2 separate regions of the Anser cygnoides genome follow, and region 2 is linked to region 1. The links are chromatin contacts, called in public Hi-C maps. All regions are on one chromosome and are shown on one strand. The core of a region is the stretch at or near the end of the contact, and the rest is flanking DNA. Distances in the headings are between cores, read along the strand shown.

What was found. Hi-C and Micro-C count contacts between places; a contact is called where the count stands out from the background.
Region 2: a contact with region 1 is called in a Hi-C map of liver, with 13 times the contacts expected there. The contact joins the promoter of PARD6A here to the promoter of CFAP20 in region 1. A contact is called at or near these places in 2 of 7 Hi-C or Micro-C datasets (both in liver).

The regions. Positions count from the first base shown.
Region 1 is chr12:11,581,210-11,585,836 of Taihu_goose_T2T_genome, reverse strand. It overlaps CFAP20 (cilia and flagella associated protein 20), which reads left to right and starts at 2,037. Exons shown (of 5, transcript XM_067004542.1): 1 at 2,037-2,275. The coding sequence starts at 2,192. It overlaps LOC125183367 (a long non-coding RNA gene), which reads right to left and starts at 2,926. Exons shown (of 2, transcript XR_007165257.2): 1 at 2,507-2,926.
Region 2 is chr12:11,764,245-11,768,871 of Taihu_goose_T2T_genome, reverse strand. It overlaps PARD6A (par-6 family cell polarity regulator alpha), which reads left to right and starts at 2,305. Exons shown (of 3, transcript XM_067004567.1): 1 at 2,305-2,931; 2 at 4,104-4,326. The coding sequence starts at 2,869. It overlaps HERPUD1 (homocysteine inducible ER protein with ubiquitin like domain 1), which reads right to left and starts at 1,146. Exons shown (of 8, transcript XM_067004565.1): 1 at 986-1,146; 2 at 645-722; 3 at 490-561. The coding sequence starts at 1,123.

The DNA of each region.
Region 1 (4,627 bases), core at 788-3,287:
TTGAAGGAGGTATTTTGTAGCAACAACAGCTATCCAGGGCCCTGGAGTTAAACAGCACAGCTATCAAACTGATGCAGGATGATAAATTGTATGCTATTTAGTGTCTGTGCATTGCAGGTAGACGCTATAGCCATTATTTCAGCAGGTAGAAATGTAATATAGTTCTGTTTAAAAATGCAATTTCTAGCTCAAGCTGTCCCTGTTAAGCCTCTTCAGTTGTGCAAGGCTCTGTCTATATGTAAAAGCATTTTCACAACAGTAAAGTTGTACATCAGCCTCCCCTGACATTGGCAAGGCACCGCATCTTATCCCAGTTCAGAAAAAGACAAAAACGTTTCTTTGTAGTCATTCAGTAAGACCCAAGAGTTGTTGATGGCTCCCTTATCTCAGAGCATGACGATGGACACAATCCAACAGCTAACACTTCCCACTGGAAGCTAGGCCAGAGCTGAAAGCAATAACAATTTAAAAGGAGTACGTAAACAGCATGAAAAAATAGGGTTATACAATGTAAGCTGACACGTCTTGCTCGTGCTCAGATAAGGATTGCTTCTGAAGATGAAATGGATTTGGCTCTTGTCTTTGTGCCTTAGAGATTTCCTGAACAAATAAATGGTACCTTGGCAGCCAGACAGCACAGACACTGCAGGGATAGGACTCTACCCACCCATGTACTCCTGTGCAAGTGGTTTCATAAAACCTGACTGCAGAGGATTTTGCTCATCAGCATCAGTGAAGGGTAGTGGCACCATTTTGGCTTAAGCAGAGACAGCTGGTGAAGGGCAGAGAGGGAGAATCCCTTGCTCTTGCATTCAGCCACATCGCGTCACCTGTTCCCTACACTCATGGGAAGACACTTTGCGCTCTTGCCTCCACTGTTACTTTGGAAAGTCATTTATGCCTTGGTTTTGGTGCCTGTCTCTGCATGCACTGAGCTGGGTACTTCTGCAGATGCCAGTGGCCCCGGGCAGACTGCCCGCAACCCAACAGAGAGCATAGTCCTTCAGTGGCCGTGCCGTCCATATTCCTAGACCCAGGAGATGGAGCTGCTCTAGAAGGGCAATGATGCCTCTGTCCATTAACCCACAAATCCAGGCCACCAGGTGGCCACGGGTCTGCACATGCCAGCACAAACAAGCCAGCCACTGGAGCTGCTGGCTCGGGGAGGAGACCTCTGCGCGGCCCAGAGCACCAAGCAGAAGGTGGGGTCTTTGTGGTGATAGATAGCGCCGCTGCTGCTGCTGTGTTTGAGAGATTTCCTTCCCTGCCTGCCTTCCTCCTGGTCTGCCTCATGACAGGTGTCTCTGGTGTCAGTGGGTGGACCCGACGATCTCTTGAGGTCCCTTCCAACCCTACAATTCTGTGATTCTGCGATTTCCACACCACGATGGAGCAATGTTGGAGCAGGTCCAGAGGGCCACAAAAATGTTGGAGGACCCTCCTGTGAGGAGAGGTTGAAGGAGCTGGGGTTGTTTAGCCTGAAGAGGACGCTTTGGGGAGACCTTGTGGCAGGCTTTCAATAAATAAAGGGGGCTTATAAGGAAGACAAGAAGTCTTTAGCAGAGCCTGCAGTGACAGGACAAGGGGCACTTTAAACTAAAAGAAGGTAGATTTAGAGGGGATATAACAAAGAAATTTTCACGATGAGGGTGGTGACACGCTGGGACAGGCTGCCTAGAGAAGAAGCGGATGCCCCGTCGTTGGAACTGTTCAAAGTTGGGTCGGACGGGGCTTTGAGCAACACGGTCTGGTGACGGCAGAGGGTTGGACTGGGTGCCCTTCAAGGGTCCCTTCCAACCCAACCCAGCCTGCGATCCTGTGACAACAGCGGCCCGAAGAGCCGCCTGAGGGAACGCCGCCAGGAGAGACCTGCAGGAGGCTTCCCCGGCAGGCGCGGGGTGTGCGGGTGTCCCCGCAGCTCCCGAAGGGCGGCACCACCCCCGGCACCCCACCCCCGGCACCGCCACCCCCGGGGGGGGCGAACGCCGGGCCCCGCGCCCAGGCCGCGGCCCCGTTGCCCCGGCAGCGCCGCCCCCGGAAGCGGCGTTGCGCGGGGAGCGGAGCCTCGGGGATCGGCGGCGCCGCCACCCGGCAGCACCGGCCCCGGCCCCGGCCCCGATCCCGGCGGCGCTGCTGCTGCTGCTGCTGCTGCTGCGTCCCTGCGCGGAGCGGCGGCCCCGGCCCCGCCGCCATGTTCAAGAACACGTTCCAGAGCGGGTTCCTCTCGGTGCTCTACAGCATCGGCAGCAAGCCGCTGCAGATCTGGGACAAGAAGGTGCGGAGCGGGGCGGGGGCGGCGGGGCCGGGGCGAGCCGAGGGCGGCGCTGCCCCTGCGTGCCGCAAACCGGCGGGGTTCCCCCTCCCGAGCCTCGCCGCGTCGCGTTTCCCCCCCCCCCCCCGGCCCGTCCTCGGGGTACCTGCGCTGCCCCCCCCCCCCCCCCCGGCTGTATCCCCCCGCAGGCTCCCCGCTCCCAGGCGCGTTCAGCCCCTCGCGTTCCGGCCTAACCTGGGTCTCTGGTGGCCTGGAAAAGAGCAGAGGCCCCCGCGGCGGCTCGGCGGGGCTGTGTGCTGCCCTGAGAGGGCTGGTGCAGGGACCGAGCGGGGACGGGGACAGGCACAGCCGGCACAGCCTCCTCCCCGCGGGCAGGGAGCACCGGGCTGCCTCGCATGGGCTGGCTGCTCCCATGTGCCTGTCTTAGGGCTTCTGCGTGAACGCCTCTGGCTTTAAAAAGGGGTCGGCAGCTTGTTTGTGCGATGCAAGGCCAGCACGCAGAGGGACGCAGCGTGTCTCCAGCCTGGGTAAAGCCGTAGGCAGCCCGGTCTGGCCCTGCTCTGAGGAGGAGGTTGTGGTGGAGACCTGAAGCAGCATGAACTGCCGTGTGCGTGGTGGCACTACCGTGTCCGTGCAGCTTGTGGGGCGTGCAGCGGGAGCTGGGCTCGTGGGGTTTACATAAGCAATGTCTGTTTGTACACAAGGCCTGACCACGCTGGCCAGAGAAGATTAACGCAGAGTTTGCAGTGCTGTTGCCAAGAGCAGCACCTATGTGTGTGTGTGCAGGCTGCTTTTTGTCACCCGCTGTAGTGCCTCTGTGCAGCCGGTCCTTAGCACCACGGTCACAGCAGCCCCACGCCCTGTGAGCAGCAGAGCCACGCGCGAGTGCTTGTCCTGCTCAGGCCTCTGTCCTCAGGAAGCACCTCTAGCTTGGACCAGCTTCTTGGGAAGACTGCCTTGCTCACAAAGGTGTGGGGTGAAATTGGGGTGGGTTTTCTGACCTCTTTACCTGCGGATGTCAGTGCATTCAGTCTTTCCATTCACTTTTGCATTTAAAATGGGTTGAGGTTGTGGGTTTGTAACAGCTTCGTCGCTGCTGTTCTAACACCCTTGGTGCGTTTACAGCAGCAGGAGGCAAAGGGTGGCGCTTAGGACATGTTGGAGCTGAGAGAGGAGTCCTTGCAGGTCCATGCTTGGCCATCACCTCTACACAGCTCCTCCAGAACCCCAGGTTGTGCTGCGGTTCTGTTTGTTGGGCGGTGCACGGGCTGTGTGAACGTACACCGAGGGAAGTGCCACTGATGGTTTGGGGCTGCCACGCTGCTGAGGAAGCCTCTCCGGCTTGATGCAGGAGTCGCCAGGTCTGCAGCAGCGGGGCAAGCCAGTGTCTGGCTTGGGCAGCGTGCGCTTGCTGGCAGGGCACCGTGCGTGCCGGCGTGCTGGAGGCATGCGGACACAGCCTGTACCCGGGCTGTCCACTGCTGGGCTGGGTGCTTTCACAGCAGGCAAGCATAATGACTGCCAACCGCAGTCCGTATTGGAGAAGTGAGCAGGCCTGAAGTGAGTATGTGATCAAAGGTTGTGAGGATTTTTCCAGTTTTTTATTCATGGGGAAATGATGATCTGTCCGAACACAGACATCCCAAGAATCATACAGCTCTGGCATTTCTACTGGAGAGGGTTATTTGGGGCTGGGGCATCGGGAAGGGGAGAAAACTTGATGGTAATTAATACTACAAAAATGAAGATGAGCCAGCAGTGTGCCCTGGCAGCCAAAAAGGCCAGCCGTGTCCTGGGGTGCCTCAGGCACAGCACTGCTGGCTGGTGAGGGAAGGGATTGTCCTGCTCTGCTCCGCACTGGTGCGGCCTCACCTTGAGGACTGGGTGCAGGTTTGGGCATCAAAATATAAGCACATAAAACTACCAGGGAGCATCCAGAGGAGGGCTACAAAGATAGCGTAGGGTGTGGAGGGCGTGATGCTTGAGGAGCCGTTGGAGTCCCTGGGTTTGCTCAGCCCAGGGCAGAGCAGGCCGAGGGGAGGCCTCATGGCGGCCTGCAGCTCCCTCACGAGGGGAGCGGAGGGGCAGGCGCTGAGCTCTGCTCTCTGGGGACAGCGACAGGACCTGAGGGAGCGGCATGGAGCTGGGACAGGGGAGGGTCAGGCTGGGGGTTAGGGAAAGGTTCTTCACCGTGTTGGGGGTTGGGCACTGGGACAGGCTCCCCAGGGGAAGCGGTCACGGTACCCAAGCCTGTTGGTGTTCAAGAAGCGTTTGAACAGTGCTTTAACATATAATTTGATCTGCAGACGTATGGTTTGATTTTTAGGTGGTCGTGTGTGGAGCCAGGAGTTGGAC
Region 2 (4,627 bases), core at 1,056-3,555, 180 kb before region 1:
GTTTGCACATTTGCACTTCAGACTGTAAGTACTCAGATCAATTACTAATGTTTATCTTGAGCTTCCTCCACAGGAAGAGTCATGAACAGTTAGAGTGCCCTCAACTAACAGTCTTGCTTCCCCACACATTGACAGAGCAATCAGAACTGCTTCTAATAACTATATCTTCTGCCCACAAAAAGCCTCCATCCAAAAGAGTGCAGGATATGACAGGTCATGTTCTCCTTAACAAAACAGAGTTTACCAAAAAGCAGTTTCCCTCTAAGCGATGTTGTTAGGACTAGATTACAACTGAGACATTTCTTAACAGGTGCCATCATGATCTGTACCACTGAACCACAAGTTATTTTTGAGCTTAATCCAAATATGTTCTCACACTCCAAACCAATCAAGTTACCAGCAACACTGCCAATGCATTAGCAGGAAACACCTGCGTTATCAGCAAACTTCTACAACCCAAAGACTCAAAGCAGTACATTAGCTTAGTACCTCTGAGTTGGTTTCTTGCACATTTGCAGGAGCCTTGAGGTTGTACACCAAATGAAGAGCATGCAACTCCTCCTGCTAAAACATAAGTACAGGAAAAATGAATCTCTTGTGACACGCTCGGTGCACCTCAGCGCAGCAAAAAATATTTTTTATACCTTTGGCAGGAACTCCTGGAGATGCTGGTGATCGAGCAGCAGCTTCCCGCAATAAATCAGCTTCTGCTCCTCTTCGGGCTTTGAAGGAGAACAAAGAGCAGGGTTATTTGCTCGGCCGAGCTCGAAGCCGCCGACCGCAGCGCCGGCAGCCCCATGCGAGCAGCGCACCCACGGCAACCGCGGCGGGCAGCCCGGCCGCGTTAACGTTTAACAGGGGCCGGCCCCGGCGCCCGCCCGCCGTCACCGCAGGGCCCTGACGCGACACCCGCCCGCTGCAACCGCGCCCGGGCCTTGCGTCAGCCGGGCCCCCCCCCCCAAGCCCCGGCCCCCACGACCCTCACCGGCGCCCCGGGCACGATGCGGCGGAGCTCGGCCTTGAGGCGCCGCACGGTCCAGGCGGGCTCGGCGCGGAGGCGCAGGTCGGGGTGGCGCCGCGCGGGGCTGCGCACCAGCAGCGAGAGCTGCTGCGGCTCCGCCATGACGCGCGCGTAAGGCGGCGCCCCCCGCCGCCCGCCCCCTTTTATAGGCGCCCGCCGCGCCCCGCCCTCCTTCCCCGCCTCGTTGGCTGGAACCGATTGGCTGCGAAGGGGGGGGAGAGGAGGACACGTGGGCCAATGGGAAGGAGAGGCGGGGGCGGAGCGGCGGGGGGCGGAAGGAGGGCGGGGGCTCCGCGCCGCGTCACCATGGCGACCGCCCCCCCCCTCCCGGCCCGTGAGGGGCTCGCGGCGCGGCCTTGTCCCGCCGTGGGGCCGGGCCCCGGGAGCGTGGGGGCGAGATCGGGGCGAAGGCTCCGGGGGGTCCCCGAGCGGGGCCGAGGGGCTCCGTGCGCCTTGCGAGGAGGAAGAAAGCCGGCGGGGCCCGCCCCTGCCCGCAGCAGGCACCGTGGCAGCGGGGAGGGCTCGGAGCTGAGGCGGGGCCCCCGCGCCTCTGAGCACCCAGCAGCTGGGCCTGGGCACGCGGGTGTCCCCCCCCCGGGTCAGGGACACAGCCGGCAGCCCGCGCCGCGGTCCCGGCAGCTGGCTCAGAGCTCCTGAAACCCAGGCAAAACAAACACCTGCCCCGACCCTGCCGGCTTATCTCGGGGCTTGGGGCCTGGGGCTTGTGCCGTGGCCGCAGCTGCAGGGGCGCCGCTCAGAGCAGGGGCGTGACCGGCAGGTGGGCCTTACAGCAATTAACTCCGAACAATTAACCCCGATTTACCAAAATCCGAGCCGAAGGGCTCCAAGCGTCCTCTGCCACCAAGCGTCTGCGCAAACGTTAACCCTGCTGTAATCGGGATTATCTCTCTGACCTCAACGCAGTTAGCCTGTTAAAAAAAAATAAAAACAAAACAAAACAAAACAAAAAAACCAACTCAGAATTAAACCCGGGGCTGAAATCGCCAGTTAGTTCACAGCTCCGCTTGTGAGCCCCTCTCGGCTCACGCCGCTGACCGCAGCCGGCGGGGAGTTTCCCGGAGCACGAGGAGGGGTCCGGCGGCCCCGGAGCCCTGCGGCCCCCCCGCCGCACCGGGCAGCAGCGGGGTGCGGGGCACAGCCCGCCTGCCCCGGGCCCCGCGCGGGGGCGGTGTCGGGCTGCCCGGAGGTGGCTCTGTGGGGCTGGGGAGGGCAAAGATCGGGAGCGCGATCCGGGCGAGCGGGGCTGGTTGTCAGGGTTTAGCTCGAGGTGCGTTCAGTGCCTGTACGGTTCGTTCGGTGCCGGTTAGGCCCCGGGCTTGAGCAGGTTCCTGGTTCTTCGAGCCCGTGAGCCTGGGGGAGCCGGTGGGTGCGCGGGGGCTCGCAGCCCCGCTTCCCCCTGCCACCAACCAGCTCGTTCCGCCGCGCAGGAACGCTGCCCGCCTCCCCGGGGTGAACCGCCGCAGGGATCCCCGCCTCCCCACGGCCACGCCGCCCTGAGGCGGTAACGAAACCGTCCCGCCGGGCCGGGGACGGCAGCCGGGGGCAGCTCGCGGGCGCGGGGCCGGGAACGCGCCGGGCTCCCCGGGGCCGCCCCGTCCCGGTGCCGGTGCCGGTGCCGTGCTCGGGCCGCGCCGCCGGCCCCGCTGCCGTTGCCATGGCGACGTTGTCAGCGCCCCGCTCCCCCCGCCCCGGCCGCGCGCCGCGCCGCGCCGAGCCCCGCCCCCGCGCCCCGCCTCGGCCAATGGCGCGGCGCCGCCCGGCCGGCTGCCGGGTGACGTCACGGCCGGTGTAAATCCCCCGTGGCCGCGGGAGCGGGGCGGCGCAGCATGGCCAAGCACCACCGCACGCCGGCGCGCTCCGCCGAGCCCGTCATCGAGGTCAAGAGCAAGGTAAGCGCCGGCGCCGGTACCGGTGCCCGGCCGGCAGCTCACGTTGGGGGCGGCAGCGCGCACCGGGCGGCGGCGGCGCGGGAGCCCGGCCGCGATGCGCCCCGCTCCGCTCCGCTCCCCGGCGTTGCGGCGGCGCAGCCCGGGGCCTGCCCCCGAGCCCGAGCCCGAGCCCGGCCGCCGCGGAATCCCAACGCGGGGCTGTCGCGGCCGGTGCCGGCCGCGGGAGCACCGCCGGGGCGCGCCCGCCGGGTGTCGGGCAGGCGGGCAGCACGGCCCCGCCGGTGGCCCCGGCCGCGGCCACCCCGCGGCCACCCCGCGGCCAGCTGTGCGCGCTCGCCGGGGCGCGCTTCCCGGGGCTGCCAGCAGCCAGCCGTGCCGCCTCCCCCCGCCGCACCTGCCCCCCGCACCCCGATGCGTGCCTGCCCGGCGCATCCCTGCCCGGCTGTGCCTGCCTGCCCAGTCCCGCAGCCGCCACCCCCGGGTTGCGCGCTTGGCCGGCTGCAGCCCGCACAGACGTGCCGCTGCTGGCCCCTTACGAGGTGCTCGTGGTCCCCTGGGGTCCTGCCAGGGGGTGAACTCCAGCCGCGTCCCCCACCCCGGGTGCCCCTCGCAGCAGGACGCGGCGGTCTGACAGGTTTGGGTCCCCAGCCCAAATCCTCCCTGGGGAGAGTTCCTTGCCCCCCGCAGACCTGGTGGGTTTGCGCCAGCTCCTGATTGCCAGTCTTCTCCTAGGGCTTTCCCCGGCTTTACAGCGCCTGTCCCACTCCATCCTGGGGGGCTTTGCCACGGCACAGCTGGTCCCGCATCCCCGGCACCCGCGCTGGGGCGTGCGGTGCTCTCCTCCCCAGGGTGCACCCAGCACCGCTGCCCGCCCTGCAGGTGCGGTGCCATCCCTCCTGCTGCCTTCCTGAGCCTGTTCTTAATCGGCTTCTCATTTGTCGTGACCGAAGGAGGCAATAATTAACGCTGCTGCTCACGACGTGCTACAGCAGTACACGTCACAGGCAAGGGCCTCCTGGTGTCACGGTCCCCCCATGCCGGCTGGGGATAGAGGCTCAGCCAGCCGCTGCCCTGTCTCCAGACTAGTGCCCCGTTAATAACAGGTGGAGGGTCCTGCTGCGCCTTCCTCCAGTGTGCGAGCGCCTTTACCTCCTCTTCCTCCTTCTCTGCAGTTTGATGCTGAGTTTCGCCGTTTCGCCATCAAGCGCTCCAGTGTGGGCACGTTCCAGGACTTCTATCGCCTGCTGCAGAGCGTGCACCAGATCCCCCGCGTGGACGTGCTGCTGGGCTACACGGACGTGCACGGCGACCTGCTGCCCATCAACAATGACGACAACTACCACAAGGCCCTGTCCTCCGCCAACCCCCTCCTCAGGGTCATCATCCAGAAAAAGGGTCAGTAGCAGCCAGAGAATGGTGCTGGATCCGTCCTCTCCGTGAAAAGAGATGAGCAGGGCAGACAGCATCCCATGGCTCCCGTGCTGGCCGCAGGGCTGGCTCTGTCCCCTCCTGCCACTGCTTTGGTGGATGGCTCGGGAGGAGGTGACACCTCTGCCACCCAGCCTGGCCCCACGCTGCCCGGACAGCAAAGGGAATCCTTGTGCTTTGCCCCATTGAAGTTGCATTTCCAGCTGGGCTTGTGTGGGCTCCCTGAAAACACAGCAGCTGCTGCCAGAGCCCATCCGTCTCCCTGCCC